Regions from separate parts of the Neogale vison genome. Here region 1 is linked to region 2. The links are chromatin contacts, called in public Hi-C maps. All regions are on one chromosome and are shown on one strand. Each heading gives the region's core, a stretch centred on a gene start, on an enhancer-like site or on the middle of the called end of the contact. The rest is flanking DNA. Distances are from core to core; before and after follow the strand shown.

Region 1 (4,496 bases), core at 434-2,933, 600 kb after region 2:
CAGGCGAGTCGGCCCTCTGGTCGACGTCGTAGCTCAGCTGTCAGCCTGTGCAAGCTCAGCACGGCTCTGGGCTCTGGCAGGTGAGCGAGCTGGGAGTACGTGTGTCTGTGCGAGTCCCTCCACCGGGCGGCTTTCTTTAATTAACGTTTTGGAGCTGCTGGCCTGGGCAGCACATGCGCACAACTGCCCCTCCCAGCCCCCACCGCACCTCCACCCCTGGCCCCCCAACACTCCTTAGTCCATAATGTTAAGAGTTAACTTTGAGCTAAATGTAAAAACAAGGCTATTTTTCCCTTTCTGATACTTTTTTTTTTTTTTTTTCCCTGAGCCGGGTACTTAATTCTTTCAGATGCTTGATTATTTACTGCCTTGACATCTACATTGCTGCATTCCACGCTTCTTTCAAAAATAAAGTGAGAAATCCACTTTCCATAAATTAAAACCGTAACTTCAAGCCAGGAGCATTGAAACAGAAATTCCCGCAACTCTTTCCTGAAACCACCACGCCGCACCCCTCCCAACAAAAACAAAAACAAAAAGAAAAATCATGAAAGAAAAAGAAACAGCCCTCTCCTGCTGGAGCGATCATGTGCTTCAGCAGATGCCTCTGCCTTTTGGGGCAGCCACAGGGACACTGGGCAGAAGCAAATGAAGTGATTAGTAAAGAAAAAAAGCGGAGGAGGGAGAAAAAAAAGTCAAAGGCGGCGAAGGGAAAGAAAGGAAGCCTTCCTCGCCTTTTCCTGGACTGTGCAGAGGAGAACCGCGAAGAAATGATACTTGAAGTTATATTTATTATTGTAAGAGGGGTATGATATTTCTGGGCAGGAATGATGGATGACAACTTAAATTTGTGTCCAGGGAATGAAGGTGAACTGTGACAGAGTTATTTATCTTGGGAATGGAGGTTAGGGTCAGCCGAGGCTGGGTGCCTGAAGGCACAAGACATTGACAAATTTATCCTGCAGGCCGTATCTGAAGCCCTTTGTTTTGGATCCTGGCTACTCACTAAGTGACCCTCATCCTTCATGTTGGCAATGCGTGAAGGATGCGGTGAGTGCCAGCGGCCCCTTCTCCCCCGCCGCCCCCACCCCGGCTCCCGCTACTAATTCTTGTCATTCACTTTGCTGACAGGCACCAAGCCCAAACTATTCCCAGTCCTGAAAGGGAAGGTTAAAATATTTATTTCGGCTCATAATGGCCTCCCTGATTTAGTGCAGGATCATTTTTCCTGTTGCCTTTGTCATTGCAGGTCACTGGAAGGACTGAGCGCGTTCGGGAGCCTGGAGGAACTCATCTTGGACAACAATCTGCTCGGGAACGACCTCGTGTTGCCAGGGTTACCCAGGCTCCATACCTTAACCCTCAACAAGAACCAGATATCCTTGGCTCTGTCCGCTGCCTCCACTCCCCGCCCTGCCCCGCAGTGGTCCCTGCAGGCACACACCGCCCCCCCCTTACCCTTCCCCCGCCCCACACAAATACCTGCAAAATGTCAAATGAGTTTTATGTGTCAGCTAAATTAAAGTATGTGAAATGCAGTCCATGGGCAGACAAAGCGTTCTGTCTTCTGGCACTCGGGACACTTCAGAGTAATTTATTATAGGTCATTCATAAATGAAATGCACCATTATATCTTCCTGTTGCTCCATTTTAGTGTAGAGATCTAAGTTATGGCTGTGAAGAAATCTTTTTAATAGATAAAAATAGAGAAAGAAAATAATGTCACTGCTGCTGAGAAGGCAGAGCCGGGGTTCAGTTTGCTTGGGCCTGTGTGGGAGGGCGACCTCTGGTGGGAAGTCCGGGGTGGTGCCTCTAAGAGAACTTAGCCTTCACGGAGGTTTCTGGAAGGCTTTGGTGCAGGCTGGGAGAAGAGTTCTGGCACAGGAGAGGGGGAAGGGGCAAAGATGGGAGATATGTGTGAGTCCAGGCATAGCCCTGCCCTCTGTGGTGTTTACTCTACTGGGGTGATGAGAGAAGTCAAACAGAGCCGTTTTATTGCGTGCCTTCTCCTGGAAGTCGGTGAGGACCTAGCCAGCCTGGGATGAGGCTCAGGGGGATGAAGGGTTCTGGGTTCTACCGAGAGGCTGAAAATGGAATCAGAAGCCTTCTGTGGTGTTAGGCAGCTAGCTCTTCTGTACAGTGTGGTCTCCCTGCTGCCACTGTGTGAACTGAGAGGTAGGGAGTGTTGTCTGTTTTGTTAACTCCTTTATCCTTCACACCTAGAATAATGGAACTGAGGTTCAGTGAATGTTTGTGGGATGAATAAATGAAAGAATGATTATCATCAGCTGTTCTTTATTGAGCTGTTCTTTATTGATCCTGTGGGTCAGACATGGTGCTGGGTAATATTAAGCATATTATTTTTTGTTCTTACCAAACCCTGGCAGAAGGTGTCCATTTGTCTGAATGAGGAAAGAGGTGAGCTGTAAACACAAAGCCGGACATTGACCAGAATGCTACATCCCGGATTTAGTCTCAACTGTGGCCAAATCCACAATTCTTTCTATTCTGTTCTGTTGTTTCAGAGTTGAAGTCCACTCACCTTGTTATATTAGTGGAACATTTCAGATCTAGAATAGTTTAATCACTTGCTCCTGTTCACATGGTAAGTTAGAAGTAGAAAATGGATCAGGGCATTTTCCCTAGAGTGTGAAAAAAAAGACCAAACACCCAGATATATATGTTACCTTTACCGTGTATGCATATGTCTGCTTTAAGAATGTTAGGCCAGACCATTTATTACCCTCTGGTTATATTTCAAGTCATAAGACAGTATTTTCCTTATTACTTAAAATATACTACTATGGCCATTATATATTGGCGCTGTACTAGAAGTTGAAGGAAAGGACCGACAAGTTAGTATTAGTCTTTACCATAATGCAATTTTTTAAAAAGATTTTATTTATTTATTTGACAGACAGATCACAAGTAGGCAGAGAGGCAGGCAGAAAGAGAGAGGGGGAAGCAGGCTCCCCGCTGAGCAGAGAGCGTGATGTGGGGCTTGTTCCCGGGACCCTGGAATCGTGATCGGAGCTGAAGGCAGAGGCTTCAACCCACTGAGCCACCCAGGCACCCATACCATAATGCAATATTGATGGATTTTTTTTTTTTCTTCTCCTATCCTTTGGTCAACCAAGTTTCCTAGTCACTGTTCAAAAACTATTGCAGTGTGTCTTTTGGCTCCCTTGACTGTCTTAGGTGATCAGTTGGATGATATTATCAAATCAGTCAAGAACAGAAGGATTATTAGTATAGAATTGAATGGTAAGTTTCCTTCTTTGGGCCCCAGTGCTGATATCCTGTGTCCCATACTGATGTAAAGTACTAGCCTTTGGACTTGGGTTCATGAGTCAGCTTAATCACGTTTAGCTACGCAGTTTAGCTACAGGTCTGCCTCTATTTGTCTGGAAGCCTCTATTTGTTTGGAAGCCTCTATTTGTCATTTTGTATGTATGTGTGACATCATGGCTTTCACTTGCCTATTAAGAGAACTGGAAAAAAGGAAAAAAGAAATGTATGAAAGACTTATTTGAATGTTGGAATCAAAGTGCTATGATAATGTGAGCAACACAGGTTTCTGGGTAAAAAAGCAGCTGCCTCTGCCTTGAGATGTTGTCACGTTTGCAATATAAGAAACAGTGACAGGAGAAAAGATTTCCCGAAAAGCCCACACCCCAACCCATAAGGACTTTGTCTGGTAAATGCTGTACAATTGCCAATCCCAAACTCAATTCCTCTTCTCCCTCAGCACACTTCCTGGCCGGTTCTCTGTCACATTAATTGGTGCATACTAAGAAATGTAAGTTTATTTCAGCACAAGCCTGAGAAAAACAATTAAAAGAAGAGCACGCCAACTGTGAAAGAACATCATTTCACATAATCCCAGTTTGCAGAGGAACTCCTGGGTGATTTTTTTTTTAATCAACCTCTGATTTGTATAATAATCAATCACTGCAAAGTATTTTCGGGGTAAATTAAGTGTCCAAAATGTGTAGTTTATAGTATTGCTTTCCTCTGTTACTGTTGTCATTTGGGGAGACATGGAATAAATATTGATGTAAATATTGATAATTGACAGAATACCTCATCAGTCTCATGAGGTTAGACTAATAAGTAAGATTCCTGCTTCATGTGAATTTGCTAAGCATTATTGTCTTCCATTTTAGAGGACTCATTTTCATTACTGACACTGAATATGCTGAAAATTCATAGGAATTCATTCTGGATAGTTTTTTAAAGATTACACGTGAAAGAGATGATATGATACTCATTTTGATCTGACTTATGTCACTTAGCATAATGCCATAAAAATTCATCCATGTTGTGACAAATGATAAGGTTTTATTCTTTTTTATGGCTAAATTATATATATATTTTTATATAAATTTATATAATTATATTGATATATATCAATTATATAAATCTATATAATTATATTGATATATATCAATATATTGATTTATATAATATATATTGATTTATGTAATTATATAAAT
Region 2 (4,557 bases), core at 365-2,864:
CACACACACACACACACACACACACCACTTATATATATCCCCAATTCTTCAGAGTAAGGGCTTGGGCAGTTGGCGCCTTAGAGGCTGTGTACAGATACCAGCTTCTGGGGAACCTTAAGACTGCGACTTTGGAAGCGCATTTCGGACTTCCGCCCGTCTTCCGGGCCGAAAGTGAGGGGGCCTGGGTCGGGGTTGGGGCTTTAATACCAAAGAGAGAAATAAGTTTTGGTTGCTTTGTCCCTTAGCATTCACACCCCATTCTACCTCCTACCCGCTTTCAGCCCTAGTTTTTACGATTTGGGAGCACTATGCTCTCCCCCATCCCGGAGCTGAATCACTCTGACCACCCCCCATCCCCGATCCTGAGAGAAAGAAATCCCGTGGAGCGGCAGCCAGGGTGGTGGTCCCAGCGCGATCCCGGGAGAGGGTCCTTACCTCGATGGGGCTAACGGGAGTAGAAGGCAGGGGCTGCAGGTACTCGGGGTGCAAAATGTGGCCAGTCCGTGCCGTCAGCATCTTCAGCACCTTGATGGGCAGGCGGTTAGCCTGGCGGAGAGGGTCAGAGGGGGGCACAGCGTGCACAAAAGGCTTGGTGCTGCCGGCCGGGGACGAGCCTTGGCCGGGGCTGGAGCTATTTCCAGAGAGCGCGCTGGTCCAGGCAGGGTCCGCACTGCCGCCGCCGCCGCCGCCGCCGCCGCCGCTGTGCTTACTGCTTCTTAGGGCAGAAAGCGAGGGCGCTGTGCTCATGACCCACCCGCACGCATGGGAGCAGCGGGGGGAGGGCTCCGTGAGGCGTGGGGCGGGCTCCGGGCTGCGCGCTCGCCGAGAAAGCAGAAGCAGTAGGAGGAGGAGGAGCTGGCGCGGCGGCCACGGGCACCCAGCGCGCCTTCTCGGCGCCTGGAGCCAGAAGCGAATAATCCTGGGTGGCCAGCAGCGGTGCCGTGGCCGAGCGGGAGGAGCCGGTCGGACTGTGGGAGTGCCGGGTGGCTCGCCGTGTCCGCCTCGGGCTGTGCCCTGCGCTGCGCACTCGCGACCCGGCGCTGGCGCTGCGCTTGGCGATGTGAGCCGCTGCCTGTCCAGCCGGGGCTCTGGCGAGGAAACTCACTTCAAAAGCAGCTGCACCGAGGGGGAGATTAAAGCCTTTGCCGCCTTCCAATCAAATGGGAGCCCGAGGTGATTGGAGGGTCAAGGGGATGTGACGCGTCCCGCGCCGCCGCCGCCGCCGCCGCCAGGACTCTCAGCGCTGGTTTTAATGGGCAGCTCCTTCTTCACCGCCCCCCTCCCGCGTGTCCCCTCCCTCGATTTCGCTCCGAGGACGAGCTGGACATTTATTCTGCGTTTGCTATGTGCCGCCTCCCTCTTTTTTCTTCCTCGTCGTCCTTCCTTTCCGTGGCTCGAAAATAAACTGAAACCTTTTTTTGCAGGAGGGTGCGTATGAGGATCAGATTGAAGGGATGACCAGAAGGAGCAATGGCGGGAGTCTGGACAACGGCCGGACTTTCACCTCCAGGGGCGCACAGGGGACCCACACACCAAATATTCTGTCTCGCTCAGTAATTGAAATCTCTCGCGGCGCGGCCGCCAGGGTAAGGAAAGGTGCGGAGAGGGTGACGGAGGAAGTGCGCCCGCCCGCTTTGATTCCCCGAGATTCGGCAGCGGAGAAACCAGAAGCTAGGTGGGCAGCGGAGGCGGCGGCGGCTGTTCTCCCGGCTGTGCGCGGGGCTCCCAGCCCTTCCCAGCCACGTGACTGCCGGGGACGCGCAGATTGGGGCTGGAGCGGGGGTCACATGTTTCCTCTGTTTCACACTCAGTCTTCTCCTCCACTCCCCCCCCCCATTCTTACTCTCCCCTGCTATCCTCTCTCCTCCTCTCCCCCTCTCTTCAGTTCTTTGGGCATCTCCACCCCTCCATCAATTGTCAATGTTCCTCGACCGCAATCAATCAGTTATTTGTCAGCTCTTGTCAATCCGCCCGTGATTTATGTCAGCTTTTGTTGCTGATTACAAGGCGGGTGCGACTTGAAGGGAAAAGAGTGAGGAAGAGAGAGATGGAGAGTAAGGAAGAGACCAAGGGGGAACCAGCGGAGGGGGAAAGAGGAGCAGCCTCCTGGGATGGGGTGGGGGGTGGCTCTAAGAAAAAGAATGAAAGAGAGGAGAAGAGGCTTTCGGTGTCAGGAAAAGGAATAGTGAGAGTAAAGCGCGCAGGTGTGCCCAGGGCGCTGAGAGGGCTGCTCAGGCCTGAGGTGTGCGCCTCTCCCCTTACACCGTTCTACTTCTGGGACTTCCGTCCATTGGGGCCGCGGTGGGAGGAGCTGCCCCGGGTACCTAAGACGGGCGGTGGCGACGTCTAAGATGGGAAATATTTTTGTCCCCAGGATAATCCCTCGGGAGCATGAGGATGTCAGGCTGCCAGCCTGCCGCGGACCCCACCCTTCGTAGTGCCCCGACCCCAAACACAGACTTCATTCTGACAGGCACACCACAACGCAGTTTTGAGTCCTGAAGGTCAATGATGGGGTACCTCCTCCCCGACTTAAGCCTTTGACCTCCCTTCGGATCGCGGCTAGGGCTGAGAGGCTGCGAAGAGGCCTGGCCATGGGTGTACGGTGGAGACATCTCAAGCTGATTCAGATCCCCTCTCCAAACCTCTCCGACCCTGCTGTATCCCCGCAGGCTGGGTAGCCGGGGTTACTCTGGGCTGCTCACTCGAATTTATGGGAACGCCAGGCCGGGACTGACCTGCGTGGAGAAAGCAGAGGGAAGAAGAGAGAGCGGGAGGGGGCGGCTGCCTGTAGGAACTTGGGTCTTCCAGGGAAGCGGAGCGGGACTGCCGCGTTCCCCTCGATTTGCACCGTCACTCCGGCGGGTTGGAAGGAAGAGCGGAGGCGCTGTGCCTGCCTCTGTGTACCTGAAGCTGGGCGCACAAGTGTGTACGGACGTCTGCGCCGCTGTGTGAGTTGTCAGGGCTTTGGCAGCGTCCGGAGCGAGTTCGGAGGTCGCCTCCAGAAACTCGCAGAAACGGGAAGGGGGCAAGAGGAGGACACAACCCCTTCCTCGGAAGGACTTGGACGACTTTGAATTTCCCCTCCCCCACTTTTCCGCCCCAGCTCTTCTTTTGTTGTCAAGTCCTTTGATAAATGGTAGGGCAGGGAGCGCGGGGAGCCCGGAGCCAGTCTGTACCCGCTCGGGGGGCAGGGCCGGGTCTGGCGACCCGGTTTCCTTCGGCACTGAGCCCCGTACCGCGGGGGCCGAGTCTGGGACCTGCCCTCCGCAGGCTCGCCCTCTCCTCTCTCACCACCCCATTCCCTCCCCCCGCCTTTTTTGTCTCTCTTCCACTCCACACAGGTACCGAGAACTTTCTAGGGTGAGTTTTAGAATTTTCTCATAGGCATTCTTTTCCTGTGTTTTAATCTTATCCCTTGATTCTTTAGGTCGGTAAACTTGATGAGATTGTAACTTGACTAAAAATAATTTGAAGAGGGAAGTGTGTATTTTGGGCTGCTCTTCGTCGGTGTGCGTGCCTGCGTGTGTATAGGTGTTAAGAACACACCTGCGGTCAAGGGGATTTGGTATCTGCCTGTGCGGAGGTGAGGAAGGTGAGTCCGTGAGACGGAGTGTGAGACGGTGGTGAGGCCACACCCGAGGTTGGGAAGGTTGTCCGAATAATCTTTGGGGAGCGAGTCTCAGATGCCCGTTTCTGACGGCAGGACAGTCCTAAGCTGTCTCTGCAGGGCAGCGCGTGGGGGAGGCCGCCTGTATCCTGCGGGTATGTTAGTGTCTGTGTCATTGAGCGCGCGGCTGTCGAGGTGCCGGCCGGGATCAACTGTGGAGCTCCCAGCTCCGCGAGCCCAGCCGTGGGTCGCGCGTCGCCGCAGACTCCACGCGAGGCCTGGACACTGAATGCTGGGGGCGGCGGCCAGAAATGAAGGTGATAGCGGGCGTCTTCTTTTGCAGCCCCCTCCCCGGCCCCGACAGAGCCCAGTCTCCAGGCTCAGTTCTTTCCCTCTCCTGGAATTCCAGCAGCTTTCTCTTCACATCGGGCGGTTCAGGGGTGGCAACCCCAGCACCTAAAGCCTGGGGGAACCAGAGAGTGGGCCCCGCGTGCCCCAGAATGGGCGTGCCTCGGTGTGGCTGCACACGCTCGCAGGCCTGCGCGGTGCGGCGCGCGAGCGCGCGCGCGCGGGTCGTGGTCCGCATGCGTTCGCTCTTTGCAAACCCCAACTCGGAAGGTCCGAGCGCATGGGGGCGCCTGGGGGCCTGCACGTCCCCGGCTTTCGGGAGGCGCCAGCTTGCGAGCCTGCGCACCTCGCCCGGGAGGCCAAATCCCTGAAGGCCTTGCAGGCCTTGCGGGTGGGGGAGTTATTAATTACTCCGCACTAGGCCTAAAGCCTCCAACCCCAGCGGCGGTTGGCGTGGATGTCCTGCGGATTTTATTTGCACACAGTGTAAATGATTTGTTTTCTCTAAAAAAGGAGTGGGCATGGCAGATATTTGAGGAGGGGGTGGGAGGAGAAGGAAGGCGAGAGAGCTGAGGAAAAAAGTTTGAAAATGCCTTGAA

Evidence for each region. A called contact is a pair of places that touch in the nucleus more often than the background predicts.
Region 1: a contact with region 2 is called in a Hi-C map of fibroblasts, with 10 times the contacts expected there. The contact joins the enhancer-like site here to the promoter of ZNF503 in region 2. A contact is called at or near these places in 2 of 3 Hi-C or Micro-C datasets (fibroblasts and muscle).

The regions. Positions count from the first base shown.
Region 1 is chr2:189,524,493-189,528,988 of ASM_NN_V1, forward strand. It overlaps LRMDA (leucine-rich melanocyte differentiation-associated protein), which reads left to right. Exons shown (of 7, transcript XM_044239885.1): 3 at 1,250-1,376. Among named protein-coding and RNA genes, the nearest start is that of LRMDA, 570 kb to the left of the region's middle. Within about 2 kb of position 1,684, the one cell type or tissue checked has open chromatin away from gene starts, as enhancers often do. A contact at or near this core is called in fibroblasts, where this site is marked.
Region 2 is chr2:188,928,405-188,932,961 of ASM_NN_V1, forward strand. It overlaps ZNF503 (zinc finger protein 503), which reads right to left and starts at 1,615. Exons shown (of 2, transcript XM_044239883.1): 1 at 436-1,615. The coding sequence starts at 747.